Regions from separate parts of the Gossypium hirsutum genome. Here region 1 is linked to region 2. Evidence: chromatin contacts called from public Hi-C data. All regions are on one chromosome and are shown on one strand. Each heading gives the region's core, a stretch centred on a gene start, on an enhancer-like site or on the middle of the called end of the contact. The rest is flanking DNA. Distances are from core to core; before and after follow the strand shown.

Region 1 (4,612 bases), core at 182-2,681, 150 kb after region 2:
AACAATGAACAAAGATGAGAGAAACAAAACAGTTTTTTGAGCTTTAAGGCTAGAGACTTGCAGTACACACAATAATAGAATCTAGCCTTTAAGAACCAAATTAAGCTAAGATTTGATAGAGCAATAGATAAAGAATTCTTTGATGAATTTTCATTAATTGAAACAATGGCATAATGCCAATACATATACCAGACACAAGCTGGTCAAGAGAAACAAAATCATCACCTAAACACCACCTACTACCACTAAGTACATTGAAACTTGTTTAACTTAACTTGTACACTTTGCAAAACTGATTTATCAGCTCAAACATACCTAATTACATCAAGTACATTGACAACTTAGTTGAAATCAAGCTAAGTAACAAAACAAACACTTGAAGTAACCAAAATAAATGAGCAGCATGAACTTCAGCTGCAACTGCTTATCTCGAGCAGCTTCTGTTGCTTCTAATCAGCATGTAGGCCAACTTCATCAGGAGGAAATCTGAGAGCTAGAAGACAAGCCCAAGGAAGAGGTTTTAGGCGAGGCTAACAACTCTATTCTAGGTGTGGTAGATGAAGAGAAGCTGTATACACTACAAAGAAGTGTAGTGGGATAGTGTAGAAGCTTCTTCAAGATGGAGGTGTTAGCAAATGAAATTGCGTCCAAGGACATCAGAGGTGCGACGATAATAAGATATTCGGGCTTTATGGTTTTGTTGGTATTTGAGAATGAGAAAAAGATGGAATATTTAATGGCGAAACAAATAGAGACGGTTGATAATTGGTTCTTGCGGTTGCAGCGATGGTAAGAGAAAATCATAATCAACAGTCAAAGAGCGTGGTTGGCCTGTAGAAGGATTCCTATCCATGCATGGAACATGGTTGCTTTTCAGAATATTGGAGAGAGATGGGGGGAATTTATATCTGTTGATAGTGGGACATTATATCCCAGTTACTTCATGAGGGCTAATATACAAATTGTTATGGATATTTCATGAGGAAAATTTCCTTCTTCAAGTGGGTAATGAACAATTAAGAGTGTATGTTAATGAATTTGACCCCAGTGTTATCAGTCAATGCTGTGACGATGATAGCGAAACAGAATAGTAAGGCAATGGAAAAAGATGAAATGGAATTTGAAAAGTCGCCGAGCGATTCTATAGCAGACAAGGAGGTTAATGAGGATGGCAGATCATTGAATAATCTGGCATGGGTGGCATTGAGAAAAGATGAGAATGCCACCAAGGAAATAAACTAGAATGCAAATATTAATGATGGGGTTCAGAGGTAAGTCTACAGTGGGCATAAAAACTTAATAAAGAATATAGTATTAGGGAAAACATAGAGCTGACTAAAAGTGGGCTGATTGCTCATCGAGGAACCCCAGTTACAAACCCTATGGGCAGATCTCAAGAGGCCGGGATGGGAGAGGAAGATGTGATGGGCTTGAGTTTGAAGACTGAAGTGGGCTTTGAATCTATGAGGCATGGACCCTTCGTGGAAGAGGCAAGCTGCTGAGGATCGTCAGTTGCAAAATTATAGTGAAGACGACAACCCTGAGTTTGTCGTATCAGCATTACTACTTCAACAGATCCCTTACAGTCATACCGATTGTAGACATGGGAGAGGGGTGGTAGAACCAGAAAGGTAAAGTAATTAAAGGAGTTAGATGGAGCGAAGCCTCGACTGAAGCAGAAAGACAAGAAGAATCATAAAGGTTATAAAACTAAGGAAGCCGTGGGTGTTAACCTGAAGAGTGGCAGTGAGTATTTGGTTGCTAATGCTTCTCTATCAAGAAGAAAGTTACGCTTTAGGAAGTTACTGGACTTCAAATTGAAGGAGATTGGAAATGTTAACCCTTTTTATCCGATCCAATAATAAATTTGAGCAAGAGAATCAAATAATTTCTTTTTAAAAAATTTTCATAACGTTTAAATACTTAATTTATTATTGTTGTACTCAATTTCAACTTTTAAAATTCAATTTCATATTTGAATAAAAAATTATACATGTCTAAAATCCGAACTTATTTCATCAACTTATATTTATATTTTTATTTTTACTAATTCGTCACATATTTATATAAACAATTTAAACATACAATCCAAATCGCATACAGGTTATAACCATTTAACTTACTAATCTCAATTTTCTATTATTTAATTTTATACATAATTATTTATTAAATATTTCATATATATAATTATTATGTCTAAATTTATAATTAAATGTTTCAAGATTGACAAAATAGTCCCTATTCTTTAAATGTTACGGTTTTTATAAAAAAAGTCCCTAAAATTTACATGTTTACAATTTTTACAATTTAGTCTTTAAAATCTAAAATTTACACAATTTTACAATTCAGTCCCTAAAAAGCAAATTTTCTTATTTTATAGTTTAGTCCTAAATCCCAATTTTCACAGTTTTGCAAAACAATCCTTTTTTTCCAAAATTTTCAGATTTCAAAATATTTATAATTTGGTCTCTATCAACTCAAATCTGATCACATAATGTCTCCTTTCAAAGCTTTCAAATAAAAAATAATACTTAATAATTAAAACATTAAATTTCAGATTTCCACATTTCAACACTTAAAAATTTGAACTTTTAAATTTTTTTTTAAAATTTAGTCCTTTTTAATTTAAAACATGCTAATTTAAGTACAATTTTCAAAAACTTTAAATATCATATTCTCATAGTCTTATCATAAAAAATCCAAACTTTAAATTCTCTATTTCTCGATTGGAAAAGAATTAATAATAAAAGCAAGAATCAGATTTGATCGATATATTTATGGAAACAAACGAAAAAGAAACAAAAGTTGAAACATACATCATGGATCAACTAAGCCCTTTTGGGGACTTGCTTAAGAATAAGAAAGAGGAATCTCATGTAAATACCATGGAATAAGGTTTGATCTTATTAATGGGGATTTCGAAATTATTCCCATTCCAAAAATAGAAAGTTCGAAATAAATGAGATTCTTTTTTTGGAGATTGGATGCACTTACAAATTCATGATCTAGCATGTATAGAATGAAAACTTTGTTCTTGATTGTTCCTTGATTTTTAAATTTTGTATATTTTTCAATTTAGTCCTTATTTCAATTTTTAACATATTAATCACTTAAAATCATCCATCAAATTGTTCATAAAATCATTCACCATTCACAACATACATGAATATAATACTTTCATCACTTAGAACATAGAAAATGATTACGCACAATATTTACAATTTCACATCAAATTATACATTCAAATAAACATAATATAGCAGTTGGAATAACTGCCAAGCTTCCTCTCACTTCCATCTTCATATTTAAGCCTCTATGGTTAGTTTATTAGATGTGATATCTCACTTTAATTTCAAAGAATTATAGGTTAGAAATACAAGGTTGAAGTGCCCTTTTTTATTGCAGATAAAACTTTTAGACTTGGATAAGTCTTTAGGCTTCTTGGTTCTCTTCCTTTCCACTTAAGGTGGCTTAGAGAACTTAGCCTTATTTCTTTTAGTGTACTTTCCCTTCCCTTTAGAGAAAGAAGCAACAACTAAGTTTACTTCTACTTTTTGGACCGGTTGATTGTCATTCAACATCAACTCATAGAATTAAAATTTCATCATGAGCTGTGTAAGCATTGGATTCTTGTTCCCAAGGTTATATGCAGCCCAAAAGCTTGCAAAGTACTTGGACAAGTTTTTGAACACCATCTCTATTTGCATGTTCTAGTCCAAATTGGTCTCATTATCCACAGCCTCGGCGAAGTATCCCATAAGAGTAATCATATGGTCTTTAACTAGAGTGTCGGGATTTTGCTGGGCATTCATCAAACTAGTTATAATAGTCGACTGTCGAGCCAAGGTAACTTGGCCTCCAAATATGTCTTCTAGTTTGTCTAGAATCGCTTTTGCAATCTTACAGCTCTTCAGTTGCTTATAAAGTGTATTGGTCATACTTGCCAACATATAGCAACGAGCTATCTCATCAGACTCCTCCAATAGTTTTTTCTAGCCTCAACTTGAGTGGCCAGAGAGCATTTATTATCAATGTCTGTTTTTAGTTTCTCACAACTCAAGACAATCATGAGGTTCCTTTTCCATTTGTTATAGTTATTCATGTTCAATTTGTTTTCAGTTAGTATATTTAATAAGGGAGTAGGTGTCAGTTTTGAACTGAAAATAAAATATTTATTCATTAATATCTTTGTATTAAGAAAATATTTTGAAAATATTTTGTAACCTACGATATGCATTAAGATGATGCATATGTCTTACATTAAACCTTGAAAACATTTGTAAGTCATTGCAACGATAATCCTTACATCCATTGAATCAAGTCATCGTGGGGTAATCTTGATCAACTAGTAAGAATATAAATTTCCATTCAACTAGTACATGAACCTATTTCCTTAGGCATTCACACATACTAATAATCGTTTAACTTTTGGCCATCATTCTAACTTAATTAGAGCTTCACGAGAAGTTACTTAATTAAAAGATCTTAAGTGTATAACCATCAACTCAACATCTATCACATCATATACCACAAATGAGTCATCGTGGGACAATCTCACCGAGTGGCATGTATTGACTAGTTGTACTATTTAAAGAAAAACTTACTGTTATAT
Region 2 (4,272 bases), core at 1,490-3,989:
TTTTTAATAATTTCTATGTTTTTGAGCTCGTTGTAGCTCAATCTAGCTAGCCCATGCTTTAATTTATGAAAATTTTGATGATTTTAAGTTAAGCCATTGTTTAATGCTTGGTTTTTTGGATGTTTAATGGTAGAATATTGTTGGTTGTTAATAGATATACAAGTTTTATAAAGTGATTTTTGTCAAAAATGTAAAAAAAAGGGATTTATTTGTAAAAGATAAAAATATGGTAGTTAGAAATGTGAATAAAATAAAAATATGGGCTGCTATGAGGTTAAGTGAAATTCGACTATAATGGGTTTTTGTTTAATTGTGTAAAATTTTGCCATTTTGTGTTAAAAGGACTAAATTGCATAGTAGTTAAAAGTGTAGGGGCAAATGTGTAATTTGCCAAATAATTGTGAATTGGGGCTAAATTAAATTGAATAATTACTGAAAATATTGAATTGATATTGTATAGATCAAGATAAGCAAATATCAAAGCTTGATCGGGGGAAACAAAAGTTAGACGGGTTGACGAAAGTATTCGAGCAAATACGAGGTAAGTCTGTATAGCTAGAATCGAACTATTAAATACTTGTAATTGTTTAAAATGAATATGTATAAGTTAAATGAATGATCACTTGAATTTCGAACTACTGATTATATGATTAAATTACTGTTTACATGAATGAAAGTGAAATGCTACAATTGATATATATGTTACATGGATTTGGTATGGAAATATGCATTAGGTATGCGAATTGAGTATTTAAATGTATGCATTTAATTGAATCGATTATATATATGATTTGAGAAATTGAATTATTGATCATTGAATGCTTAAATGATGAAGTAATATTACCAAGCCCCGTTAGAACCGTAGGAATTTGTTAGATACGAGTGACATGTCGCTAGGGTTATCGATTTGGTTGAGCTCCTGCATTTTGTGAACTCACCATAGCTCATATGAGCTTACCGATATATCAGCTTATAAGAGCTTACTGTTTTCAGCACGTTGAAGCTTACCGTTTTAGCTCGTATGAGCTTACTGTTCAGCTCGTCAGAGCTTACTGTTTTAGCTTAATAGAGCCTACTATTTATCAGCTCAGAAGGAGTTTATCGAGCATGGCTCGAAAGAGCGAAAAGAATAATAGATTGATGAATTACCGATAAATACACTTAGTGTGTATCACCCTAGTATCTATTCATATTCTACGTAGTTCAACAGGCCTAATTACTATTAATGATCATATGAAAAAGATATGTATTTATATGGATGAATTATTGTTTATACGGATGGACTACTGGTTATATGAATGAATTACAGTTATACAATTAGAAATGAATTGGCATAATGTTATGTGAATTACATGGTATTGATGATTTTATATGCTTATGCATTTGGCAAATTTGGTTGGATTGTACTGAATTGGTAATATAGGTTGTAATGACGTATTAATAAATGTTATATATGTGAATAAGCTTCGTGGACAAATGAGTTGGTTTTAATTGCTTTAATGCTTTATGTGAAATTGGTAAGTTTAATTCTACATTATATGGGCTTACTAAGCTTAATGTTTACTTAATTCATTTTCTTATGCCTTATAGATTTCGGAAGCTAGCTCAATTTTAGACGAGGTCGGAGATTTGCTATCACACTATCCAGACGATATTTGGTACTTTTGGAAATTATGTTAATAATGTAAATATGGCATGTATAAGCTAATTTATTGGTTGAATTATATGGTCATTTATGTTGGGGAATGTGGTATGAATTTTGGATTTTGATCAAGCTATGTGATATGGCTTGAGTTGGAAATGTTTGGTTTGGCATGGAAGTATTATGTGTTATGCTCATTTTGCGGTGAATTTGATAATTGGTATTTTGGCATAAATGAGACATATGTGTGACCAAATGAAATGTCATTTTGATATGTTTTATAATGTATTGAAATGAGATATGAACATATGTTTGGATATGAAATTGATACATGAAATTGACATTGAATTTCGTATGTTTGAGATGGTATTTAGTAAATATTCAATGTTTTACTGTTCTAAACTAAATTAAAGGTCCTGTAGTGCTCCTTATCTATTCCGGCGACGGTTACGGGATATGGGTGTTACAAGTTGTTCATGTCTGCCTATTTAGTGAAAATCAAGCATCTCTGTGATTCCTTGGCAAGGTGTGGTCGACGAGTAACAATAGAAGAACAAGAGTCAGCTATTTTGAATGGTTTACTACTAGAGTTTGATCATGTGGTGTCGATTATCATTACGAGCAGAGTGCCATTTGATCTACAAGGTGTCACAACTGCTCTTCTGGATACTGAGGCTTGACAACAAGGGCATTTATCTCAGGTGTCATTTTCAGTAAATGTTGTGGTGGTGAATAAGATTGTTTCAACACAAAATGTTCCATCATATACCGGACAACCGCAACCAGATATGTTTCGTTTGTCACGAGGATATTAGATTTCTCGTCGTGGTCAAGGTCGAGGATGATGTAGTGGTAGTGCAAGACCTCAATGTCAGATCTGTGGAAAGTTTGGACATCTTGCTCGGAAATGTTTCTACAGGTATTATTTTGGCATTTGACGGTGAGGGGGAAAACCCTAGTATGAGGGATGATAGTAAGCATTCTAGTTGGTAAGATCTGCCTCTCATGTGGGTTGAAAGCCCATTACTGCATATATGTGTTGGGTGGATAGTGAATCACATTGGGCTGGGTTGCAATCTTCTTACTATGCTTCTAATCCAGCAGCATGTGGTCCACTTCGTCAGATCCTGCCTTTAATTTCTTAGATGGATTCAATTCACCGTAGCCCAAGTCATCAGTTTCACATGCTTTCTATTGTTGATCAGACATCACGTAGTTCTTCTGCTTATGATTCTGGCTATGTGCATCGTTGATCTGGTCTTTTATCTCAGTCATCTTTTTCGATGGGCAGTCACACCGTGAAATCAACTGGGTCACCTGTGTTTGCTAGTCCTTCTACAGCTGTAGATCCGGTGTGGTATCCAGACAGTGTTGTCGCTGCTCACATGAGGAGTGACTTGGTGAAACTTTTAGATGCTCGTTTGTACAATGGAGGAGGCAAGGTCATTATGGATAATGGTCTCTCTATACCTGTTACGCATGTTGGTGGTTCAACTATCTTGGCTAATGATTCTAGTCCGTTGTTGCTTGAGGACCTATTGTATGTTCCTGATATTAGTAAGAATTTATTGTCTGTTTCTAAGTTTGCAAAGGACAATGGTGTATTTTTTAAGTTTTATCCTAACTGTTGTTATGTCAAGGATCTAAAGACTCGTCAGACGTTGCTTTGCGAAAGTGAACTGAATGGGCTGTATCGATTTGATAATGTTAAATTTAAATTCGCTTTTAATGTTGTAAATGCATATCGTACAGAGTCTCTTCAACAGTAGGGGTCAGATGCTAGGTTTGACAGGTGGTGTTTTGAGTGTTTGTAATATTAGAGTATCTAGACGTAAGAATTACTCATTGTGTAATGCTTGTAAACTTGGGAAGGGGATAAATTGCCCTTTGGTTCCTCTGATTCCGTGTATATTGCTCCCTTAGAACTTGTGGTTGCTGATGTATGGGGGCCAACTCCTTGTTACTCCTCTGGTTATCAATAATACTTGTTTTTTGTTGATTCATTCTCTCGACACAGTTGGATCTATTTCCTTAAAAAGAAATATGATGTTTTTTTCTACATTTATGCCATTTAAAAAATATGGCGAGCTACAGTTAGCTGTTAAACTCAAACAACTTCAAACAATGTGGAATTGTTCATCGTGTGTCGTGTCTACATACCTCAGAGCAGAATGGCCTAGTTGAACGTCATCATCGACAAATTGTTGAAACAAGACTGGTGTTGTTAGCTCAAGCTTCCTTACCCATTTCTTACTAGGCTGATGCATTTGCTACTGCTATGAACATCATGAATGTTCTTCCAATGCAGGTATTAAATGGTGTATCTCCACGCGAGTAGCTCTTTAGTCATAAACCTAATCATCGTTAGCTTCGTGTTTTTGGCTGTCTTTGCTATCCACTTCTCCGACCATATAATCGACATAAGCTCCAATACAGTCTACCCCTTGTACATTTCTTAGTTATGCTTCCAATCATAAGGGATATAAATGTGTTGATCGGTCTGGACATGTTTACATTTCTCGACATGTTCGTTTTGATGGAAATGTCTTTCCATTTGCTCAAGTGTCAACTTCTGTAATATCTGTCACTAACAGTGAGTCTGTTCGGTACACGAGAGCTATTACTACCTT

Evidence for each region. Hi-C and Micro-C count contacts between places; a contact is called where the count stands out from the background.
Region 1: a contact with region 2 is called in a Hi-C map of leaf, with 1.8 times the contacts expected there. The contact joins two enhancer-like sites. A contact is called at or near these places in 3 of 34 Hi-C or Micro-C datasets (leaf and petal).

What each region holds. Positions count from the first base shown.
Region 1 is chrD04:36,272,745-36,277,356 of Gossypium_hirsutum_v2.1, forward strand. No RefSeq gene overlaps it. Among protein-coding and RNA genes, the nearest start is that of LOC107898162, 9.0 kb to the left of the region's middle. Within about 2 kb of position 1,432, at least 6 of the 9 cell types and tissues checked have an H3K27ac peak or open chromatin away from gene starts, as enhancers often do. A contact at or near this core is called in leaf, where this site is marked.
Region 2 is chrD04:36,121,087-36,125,358 of Gossypium_hirsutum_v2.1, forward strand. No RefSeq gene overlaps it. Among protein-coding and RNA genes, the nearest start is that of LOC107899228, 6.2 kb to the right of the region's middle. Within about 2 kb of position 2,740, at least 6 of the 9 cell types and tissues checked have an H3K27ac peak or open chromatin away from gene starts, as enhancers often do. A contact at or near this core is called in leaf, where this site is marked.